Linked DNA regions of Mus musculus: region 2 is linked to region 1. The links are chromatin contacts, called in public promoter capture Hi-C maps. All regions are on one chromosome and are shown on one strand. Each heading gives the region's core, a stretch centred on a gene start, on an enhancer-like site or on the middle of the called end of the contact. The rest is flanking DNA. Distances are from core to core; before and after follow the strand shown.

Region 1 (4,957 bases), core at 857-3,356:
AGCCAGGGCTACATAGCAAGATCCTGTCTCAAAAGAACAAACCGAAGAAAAAGAGTTGAGCATCTACTAGAACTCTGTTCATAAAGCAGTCCTCTAATGAAGACAAAGTTAAGTAGCAAAAGAAACCTATGCTAACTTGCTAACGCATTCCTTAGTTGGTGGAGTGAAGGAAAAAAGTCTTTAAGCTGTTAGGAAATAGAGTTGAGTGCAGGACAATGTAAACAAGACTTCGAAACATACTCCATTCCTCAAAGTGTCCACCAAGGGAAATGCAGGAGTACGTGCTTAGAACATAAACAATGGGTTTGAAATTTAAGTACTAAAAGTTCAACTTGGAAAGTTAAAAAAGATCAACACCGCGCACCCATACACAGTAAAGAAAAGGTCAACCATGGAGCAGACATTAGTGAAGCAAAAGACAAAGGCTTGGTCAAAAGAAGAGCAACAAACCCAACCACAGTTCTGAGGAAAATTCTGGAAAAACTGGCAGGTCCATCGCAAAGAATGGAGGACGTTTTTGTAGATTTTTGGTATAATTAAGAATAAAAATACCATTGGAATCAACTCCATGTCCACCCAAAGGGAAACAATGATCAGGTGGAGGTGTTCAGTCAGCACCACACACAGGTAGGAAAACCATTTGCACGTTAAAAATAGGAATGGGAGGGGTCAGGAAGAAAAAGGGGGGAAAAAGTATTGGATGCCACGTGTCTTAGTCAGGGTTTGTATTCCTACACAAAACATCATGACCAAGAAGCAAGTTGGGGAGGAAAGGGTTTATTCAGCTTACATTTCCACATTGCTGTTCATCACCAAAGGAAGTCAGGACAGGAACTCACACAGGGCAGGAACCTGGAGGCAGGAGCTGATGCAGAGGACATGGAGGGGTGCTGCTTACTAGATTGCTTCCCTTGGCTTGCTCAGCTTGCTTTCTTATAGAACCCAGGACTACCAGCCCAGGGATGGCACCACCCACAATGGGCCCTCTCAGCCCTGATCACTAATTGAGAAAATGCCTTATAGCTGGATCTCATGGAGGCATTTCCTCAAGGGAGGCTCCTTTCTCTGTGATAACTTCAACTCCTATCAAGTTGACACACAAAGCCAGCCAGTACACCACGTGACACACAAAAGCCAATCACAACATTTAAACTTGTAGAAGAAAAAAAAAAAAAGAACACTTTGATGACTTTGGGATGTATAAGGCTTTTCATAAACAATCCCAGAAAGGAAAATAAATAAAACATGGCTATTAAAATGAAGGCAAATGTGGGCTGAGTTGCTGGCACAGTAGGTAAAAACTCTTGAGACATAAGCACAAGGAACTGAGTTTGAATTCCTGGAACCCACATTGTAAAGCCAGACATGGTTGCATGTGCTTCTAACCCCAGCACTGAGGGGTGGAGACAAGTGCAGCCCCAGAGCTTGCCAGCCGACCCGAAGGATCTTACTTCAAGTTCAGTGAGAGACCTGCCTCAGGGCAATAAGGTATGAATAAAAAGTCAGCCTCAGAGGGGGAAAAAATCATAAAACATGATACCATCTACATAAAATAAATGAAGGCAAAACAAAATATTTGCTGGAGTGAATCAGGTGCTCATGAATTTCAACGACTTTACTTACATAGTCTTTAAATCATGTCTATGTACTTAAAATAGGATCTGTTTGGCTGGCTAGTGTATTTCATTCAAAAATATCCAATAGATGAATTGTGAACCAAGAGGATTTGCTGGAGTAGGGGGATTACCTGAGTTGTTTATCTGTGTCTTTTTGTTGGTTCTACGTGCTGACATTTTACTGTGAATATGTCATGATGAATTACTAGGCAGGCTCCTTAGAGGGCAAAGGCTTCAGTTTCGAGTGGCTCCTCGGTAGTAATTTCAGCAAGAAGTACTTTCTCAGAGCTAGTGGAATGTTCGTCCAAGGGCGGACACCTCCCTGCTAGCTTGGCCAAATATGTGCATTGCTGCTCATGTGGGAGCAGAAACCTCTGAAATGCCACAGGCCTGACCTTGCCGACCAGACGAAGGTACAGAGTGTTAAGAGAGAGGGCCAAGGGCCACCTGGGAGTTCCCGGCAGTGACTCAGCCAGGGTGTGCCACGCACAGAAGGAGGCTGGGAATCAGCAGAGTCTTTGTCCACGGAGCCTTGCAAAGCCAGGCACCCACAGCCATAGCCACCGTGTGACTAGCAGAAGTGAGCAAGGAAAGTAGAGTCTCCATCCCTCTCCCTGTATGGAAGGAGGAGCAGAGAGCTTGATTGTCCCACTGGCCAAGCTTCCCCAGCTCATGCAAGACGTGTGAGATGGTTCTCTCTGGGTTCCATCTCCAGCACTGTGAACATTGAAACGTGGCACAGATAGAACATTCATTGCCTGGGCCCCCTAATGTATGAGGTGCTCGCTCTGGTGTGTTTTATAACCCTGGGTTCTTACCAGAGTTGGAGAATATATAATTATGAGTAGCTCCATATGAGATTCAGAGGAAGGATCATATAGGAACAGAGCTGGGATTTGTAGGCATGGCCCCTGGTTGCTTCTCCTTATAGGGTGATGGCCTTCCCTGCTCTGCCTGTAAAACTTAACTGCTCTAGACAGGGAAGAGAATCCCACAGGCTTAGTCCAGGCTTAGAGGATGCACAGCACAAGGGCTCATCCCATGGACTTGTCTCAGTGACCACCTGTTCTAGCCTGCTTTCTGTTACTGTGAAAACAAACAAACAAACAAACAAACAACAAATCCTCTATAACCAAAAGCTATTTGGGAAGAAGAGGGTTTATTTTAGCTTATAGGCTATATAGTTCATCATGGCAGAAAGCCAAAGCAAGAACTCAAGGCAGGAGCTTGAAACCAAGAGAGTGGCTGCTTACTGGCTTGCTCACTCTGGCTTGCTCAGCTAGGCTCCTTACAAAGCCCATACTCTCCTGCCTAGGGATGGTACCACCCACAGTGGGCTATATCCTCTTACATCAGTTAGCAATCAAGAAAAATCCCCACAGAGAGGCCAATCTGATGGAGGCAATTTCTCAACTGAGGGTCCCTCTTTCCGTGTATGTCAAGCTGACAAGCAAGATTAGTCATGTCAGTACCCCAGCTCTGACTTATGCTTGTGTCTCTACAGGAAAACAGCATTGTCTTGCACCATATGCTCCAATAACCTCCTAAGCTGCTGCAAGAGCCTGTGGAGGCTTCGTTTCCTCCAGCAACACCCAGAAGGACCCTCAAAGGAGCAACTGGGGGAGCCACTGTCTGAAGAGACAGAAAGGACACCATCACAGGAAGGAATGGGGCTGTTGTCCTATGAGGCTGTCTAGATCCTGCCCAGGACACCAAGATGCTGGCCTTATCACTTGGATCTCCTTTCTGGAGCCCCTGTATACCAAGCCCCACCAAACCACTGAGGACAAACTTCAGCCTGAGCCTGGAGGCTCACAGAACACACAAAACATCTTCCCTGGGAGCAGATTTCAGACAGGTTAAAATCCTTAGGCAGAATTCCTTGGGTTCAAAGCTCATGTTGGTGCTGGCCCTAGGAGTCATGAGCAGAGAGAGCAGGACAGAGATGGATACACAGGTGTACATGGACGTGCTTCTATAGAAAACATGCACATCTGCCAAGCAGGGCAAAGGATACTATCATAAAGCACTGAGAAGCCTCGCTTCCCTGCGAGGTCTCAATGTGAGCAGAAAAGAAGAGAAGCGAGTGGAAGAGAAAGAAGAGGAAAGAAATTGCCCTCCATGGACACCTAACTAAGTTCCAGATACTTTGCCTACACAGGCTCTCATAATTTATATACATATGCTTAGGATAAGCATCACTCTCCAGTCTTTACAGAGATGGAAACTGAGAGTCAGGGTAGTGTGGAATGTACCTCAGGCCACTCAGCCAGAAAGTATGTCTGGGATAGAGGTACTAAGAATGGATGTGTGGGAAGATGTGTGGATGGATGGACAAATGGATGATGGATGAATGAGTATATGGATGGATGGATGGATGGATGGATGGATGGATGGATGGATGAATGAATGGATGAATAAATAAAAATCCAGGCTTATGTCCATGCCTTCTAAACTACACTGATACTCAGAAGAGAAGCCAAGACAATTCCTTAACTCAGCTAACCCTCCTCTAGCAAGTCTTAGCCCTTCAGGAAGCCCTCCATGATGAGCTACAGCCATTGATGGTGCTCATTTTCAACAAGAAGTAGTGTACAGTGGGCTTGTGGGGCAAAGTGTGTCTACTGAGTCCCAGGAAAGCACAGACAGAAGCTGGGAAGATGCAGAGAGTACAAATGTGTAGGTTGACCTAATGCCACCCTCATCTGGCTACATGACCAGAACAAATCCCTGGCCCCTCTGAGCAGCTCTATATTCCTCTGTGTAAATGAGTAGACTCCCTTTCTATAGTTAGAGAATGACTGAGAGATTCAAGGAGGTGGAGTTGGCGAGAGCCCCAGAGAGAAGAGGATATCTGTGGACTTCTCTCCCCGAGGACTCCTCATTGCTGTTGCCCTTCCATGACCTCAACTCCTCCTTGATACCCAGGTTTCCTTGGGTTTCCAAGACCCTCTCCTGCCGCCTCCACGCCCACCCCCAACCCCCGCCATGTCCACCTTTTATGTGGTTTTCCAGCCCTCTTTGTGACTTGCTGTCCTCCACACAACCATTAGATGTGACTGTCCCTTGGAGTTCAGTGATGGGACGTCTCACCTTAGGTCTCCCTTTGAGACCTCATCTGCATCCATGACCTTAGTCACCAAACATAAGGAAATTATTTGCTGATTCACAACTGTAGGCAAAGCATGAGACACTGGGTCACCTCCATCTGCATACTTCAAAGGTACCTTACTGTTAACAAGTCCACAACTACCCACTCCAACTTCTCCCTCGCCTGCTTCTCCAAAGCCCTCCTTCTCAAGCAGAGGATATATCCTGGGTTTCAAAACCCTTGGTCAGCC
Region 2 (4,957 bases), core at 1,628-4,127, 240 kb after region 1:
ATGTTTACAAGCCTCAGTTCCCTCAGGATCAACAGAAAAATGTATAATCAGTATCAGTAAGAATTCATAAAATCCAGAATGCCTAAAAGAAGGTAGGATTTTTTTCTTTAATACTCTCTCTATCTTTCAAGTCTTTTGGGACAGGCTCACAGTTAACTCCTCCCTGCAAGGCAGGGTGGCCATTGCAGAGGTCTGACAACCCCGGCCAGTGCCTCACCTGAGGATGTTGATGCAACCATTGCCGTTGGTCAGGAAGAACATGTTGTTGTCGTTGTTCCATGAGATCTCATTGACCTCAAACTTGAACTGCTCCTCCGCTTTGGAGCGGTGTGTCTTGGCGTCAATGAAAGTCACAACGTCGTCCTTGTTGCCCACAGCGATGGTCTGCCCGTCGGGACTCCAACAGATGTTAATGTTCTCCCCTGGGAACCCAGATATAATCCGTCAGCAAGCTCACCTTTGCCCATCGGCCTCCAGAGTTTATTCTGCTCTCCTGGAAAGAAGATCAGAGCTACCTTCAGCACTTATTCCTCACCAAATCAATGGAAGGAAGCTTCCGATGACCAAGAGGCGACCGTGAGTCTAGACATTTGTCAAAGCACCTCCCCACTCCAACCCCTGGCACCAGTCTCATCAAAGTCACGCGTGTCCACACTGAACACAGGTTAAAATTTTCAACTTCATTAAACCTTTTTTCAAAACACCTTTTTTTTTTTTTTTTTGTACTTTACTGTCTATAGTGCAGTTAAAAATCTATCAGAAGGTGTATCAAGAATTCTATTGTGGGAGCTTGGTGGTGATGATACATGCCTTTAAACCCAGCACATGGGAGGCAAAGGCAGGTGGATCTCTCAGTTCATGAGTCTAGCCTAGTCTACACCGTGAGTTCTAGGATAGCCAGGGCTACACAAAGAAACCCTGTCTCCCCCTCAAAAATATATGTGTACATATATATGTATATATATGTATGTGTGTGTGTATACACACACACACACATTTTCTCCCCTGTGGGGCTAGAAATGGCTCAGTGGTTAAGAACACTTGGGTTTTTTTCCCTGGAGACCCAAGTTCAATTCCCTGTACCCACAATTCACAATCACCTATAACTACATTTATAGAGGACAAGACGCCTTCTTCCAGCACCTATACACATGTGGTACGTGTACGTACACACGTACACACACACACACACACACACACAGATGAAAATTAAAAAAAAAATCTAAAATCAACAAAACTGCCTGCCTTACTTTGGGTTTTACTGCTGTGAAGAGACACCATGACCGAGGCAACTCTTATAAAGAACAACATTTAATTGGAGCTGGCTTACAGGTTCAGAGGTTCAGTCAAGTATCATCAAGGTGGGACCATGGTAGCATTCAACCAGACATGGAGCAGGAGGAGCTAAGAGTTCTACGTCTTAATCCAAAGGCATACAGAAGAATGGCTTCCAGGTAAGCCAGGATAAGGGTCTTAAAGCCCACACCCACAGTGACACGCTTCCTCCAACAAGGCCACACCTAATAGTGCCATGCCCTGGGCCAAGCCTACTCAAACTACCACACTGCTTCTTTGAACACAGCCTTTAAACAAAACGCACAACTTTCCAGATCGCCCATGGTTTCTCAGCCATTGTAACCTGCCTGAATCTCCCAAACTCTCCACGCCTCTGCACATACTACTCTTGTATAGTTTCCACTGCTCTCCTATACATCTACAGCCTGCCAGAAAAGTGCTCTGTTCTGTTCCTGTCTTCTCCAGACAGACACATACAACCCATCCTGATAACCTGCACTTGCTACAAAGATGCTTGCTGCAGATCACACTAGCTTTTCCTCCAGAACCCCCTCTCTCTGAACTCACCTTTCGTATTCACAGTGGCGATGCATTTTGTAGTCCTCACATCCCAGATGCGAATGGTTTTATCTCCAGATGCGGTGACAAAGAGGTCAGGGTTGCTTGGGTGCCAACAAAGCTGGTCCACACTATCTCCGTGGCCCCGGTAGTTGTTTTCTTTGACCTTAAAAGAACAGAATCCAGATGCCACTTTTATCCAAACAGTGGTGCCTTGAAACCAGCAAAGATCTGGATAATTCAAAACAGAAATCTAATTCTTTTTCCAAAACTACAACACCCCCTCCCCCCCCCCCCCATGAACCTCTCTGAGCTTTGACATTGGCCCTTCCTGGCCTCCCTTCTTTCTTTTTCCACCACCACCTCAACCAACCTGTCCTGCGCTATCATTTTCAAATAAAGCCTTCCTCTCCACCCTAGGGGCTCTACCACCCCATTAGTCCCTAGCCACTCGTCACCAGGGCTCTTCTAGACCCTCACCACTTTCTGCCACCTGACTTCAACCTCCCCCGGCCCGCAGCCACGTCGCCACACCTCTTTACTGCCACTAAGTTCGCTCTCTGCTCTCCGCCAGGCAGCCTCACCCCCTTCGTCATTCCAACTCTTCCAGCCCCAAACCCCTTCCTCATCACCGCCAACGACAGGCCATACCCCTACCTCTCCTGCTTTTTCTCCCTCCGCACACAGCCCTCTTCTCCGCCAAGCCCGTGCCCTACAAGCTCACCAGCCGGTCCTTCTCCAGCAAGAACACGCTGGCAGTCTTGTCGAAGGACCCCGAGGCCAAGCGACGGCCATCGCAGCTCCAGGCGACCGAGTGCACCTTAGCACTGTGCGCCGGGAATTCGCGCGTCTTGCTGTGGCCTCGGAAGAGCTCCTGCATCCCGAGCACGTAACGAGACGGGCCACTGCTCACTGAGCACCAGGGCGCCATCGAGCCGGGGCCGCTCTGGCCGAGGGCCGAGGGGCCCAGGACCGCAGCGGGCGCCGCCATGCCTCCCTCCTCACGGACCGCGCGCCGGAAGCTGGATACTCTGAGTCTGGCGCCGTCGCCCTGCACATGCGCCGAAAAAGCGCCGCGTCGCTCCGCGCTGGCGCCTCTCACTCGCGGAACTACAAATCCCGCCATGCAGCGCGCGTCCACCTTTCCCTTTTGAAATAGGACTGATTCTTCCTTAAATTCGCTTTTTTTTGTTTGGTTTGTTTTGTTTTGTTTTGTTTTCGAGACAGGGTTTCTTTGTTTGTTTCCTGGCTGTCCTGGAACTCACTCTAGACCAGGCTGGCCTCTAACTCAGAAAACTGCCTGTCTCTGCCTCCCAAGTGCTGGGATTAAAGGCGTGTGCCACCACTGCCCGACTTGCTTCCCTCCCCCTCCCCACCCCCCACCAAGAGTTCAACTTTTTTTTTAAATGGTCTTCTTACCAGTTTCTTGGTAGCCTTGCTTATTCAAAAAAGAGAGTCAAGATAAATCCTCCAGTTTACCTGCATGTAAAATATCTTTTTTCTAGAGTTGTTTTTCACTGTAAGGTCCTCATCGTGCCCTTAAAGCAAAAGGCCATTGCAAGTTGTCGCTCCTGGAGAAAGGTTAGATGTTTGTGGAATGAAGGAATTGATAAGAAATGTGGGTTTGAGCCGGGCGTGGTGGCGCACGCCTTTAATCCCACCACTCGGGAGGCAGAGGCAGGCGGATTTCTGAGTTCGAGGCCAGCCTGGTCTACAACGTGAGCTCCAGGACAGCCAGGGCTATACAGAGAAACCCTGTCTCGAAAAACCAAAAAAAAAAAAAAAAAAAAAAAAAAAAGAAAAAAAAAAGAAAAAAGAAATGTGGGTTTGTCGGTTGGACTTGGGAAAAGTTGTTCGGTTAATTTGAGATTTGGTTTGTTCGGGGGTTTTGTTTTTGTTTTTAGTTTTTGAAGACAGGGCTTCTCAGTGTATCCCTGACTGCCCTGGAACTCACTCTACAGACCAGGCTGGCCTCGAACACACAGACATCCGCCTGCCTCTGCCTCCCAAGACGTTTTTCTGTCTTTTGATCTTGGTTGTTAAAGGATATTGTATATACATGATAGTAAACTAAAAGAAAATAGCGGAAAGTACAATGACCATTTTGTGTGCCATGCTCACATCTCTGATCCTCCCACTTATGTCTCTGTTAAACCAAAAGATACCCGGGTGGAAAAAAACAATGGTGCACAGCCAGGATTCGCCAAGCACTGGAGAAGAACTGTGCAGGGATAGGGGACACCAGAGGAATATATCCAACAAATATTCGTGTGAAAATGTCCTTATGAAGCCAGCTGTGGTGTCGCAGGCTTATAACCCCATCACTGGGGAGACAGGGACAGGCAGATCCCTAGGACTCACTGGCTAGCTGTCTAACTTCCTTGGCAAGTCCCGGGCTAATGAGTGACCCTTTCTCAAAACAGAACAAGGGATGGTGCCTCAGAACCACCTCCGTGTTGTCCTCTGGCCCCCACATACACACGTGTACTCACACATGCATATCCATGAAATCATTTTAAATGGGTCTATCCCTGAATACCGTGTTCTGTACTCTGTCTGGGACTGGAATTCCTGTGTATTTTCCCTACATATTCTCTTCTGTTACTTTCAGTAATAGCTATCTCCCTACCTGAATATAATTTCTTGAAATCTGTCATTCCATTGTTTTTATGACCCAGCAGTCTTGGCCCCCTCCACTGGTATTTTGCACATAGTAGGCACCCAATATTTACTAAATAAAATGTGAGAAAATGAAAGAAAGAAATCCTTATATAACAGTACCCTACACAATGAATATTCACAAGAAAAAATATAATTTTTGATGGGGAAGGGGGGTTTACGACAAGATTTCTCTGTGTATTCCTGGCTGTCCAGGAACTTCCTCTGTAGACCAGGTTGGCCTTGAACTCTGAGGTCCATGTGCCTCTGCTTCCCAAGTGCTAGGATTAAAAGAGTGCTCCACCATGCCTAGCTAATAGTATCTTTAATTTTTTTTTTTTAAGGAAAATAGAATCGATAGAGAGATGGCTCTCTGTTTAAGAGCACTTGCTGTCCTAGCAGAGGATTGCTGTTCCCTCCCCAGGCACCCACAAAGTGGCCCACA

Evidence for each region. Promoter capture Hi-C pulls out the DNA fragments that hold promoters and counts their contacts.
Region 2: a contact with region 1 is called in a promoter capture Hi-C map of pre-B cells. The contact joins the promoter of Thoc3 here to the enhancer-like site in region 1. A contact is called at or near these places in 16 of 39 promoter capture datasets (the 3T3-L1 cell line, the C10 cell line, the HPC-7 cell line and 10 more), 1 of 15 datasets of contacts at CTCF or cohesin (large pre-B cells), 3 of 115 datasets of contacts at active chromatin or transcription factors (embryonic basal ganglia, kidney and large pre-B cells) and 1 of 9 other capture datasets (adipose tissue).

The regions. Positions count from the first base shown.
Region 1 is chr13:54,230,060-54,235,016 of GRCm38.p6, forward strand. It overlaps a transcript of Hrh2 not described here. Among named protein-coding and RNA genes, the nearest start is that of Gm16578, 9.5 kb to the left of the region's middle. Within about 2 kb of position 2,107, at least 27 of the 459 cell types and tissues checked have an H3K27ac peak or open chromatin away from gene starts, as enhancers often do. A contact at or near this core is called in adipose tissue, where this site is marked.
Region 2 is chr13:54,465,963-54,470,919 of GRCm38.p6, forward strand. It overlaps Thoc3 (THO complex 3), which reads right to left and starts at 2,878. Exons shown (of 6, transcript NM_028597.3): 1 at 2,579-2,878; 2 at 1,864-2,020; 3 at 218-422. The coding sequence starts at 2,845.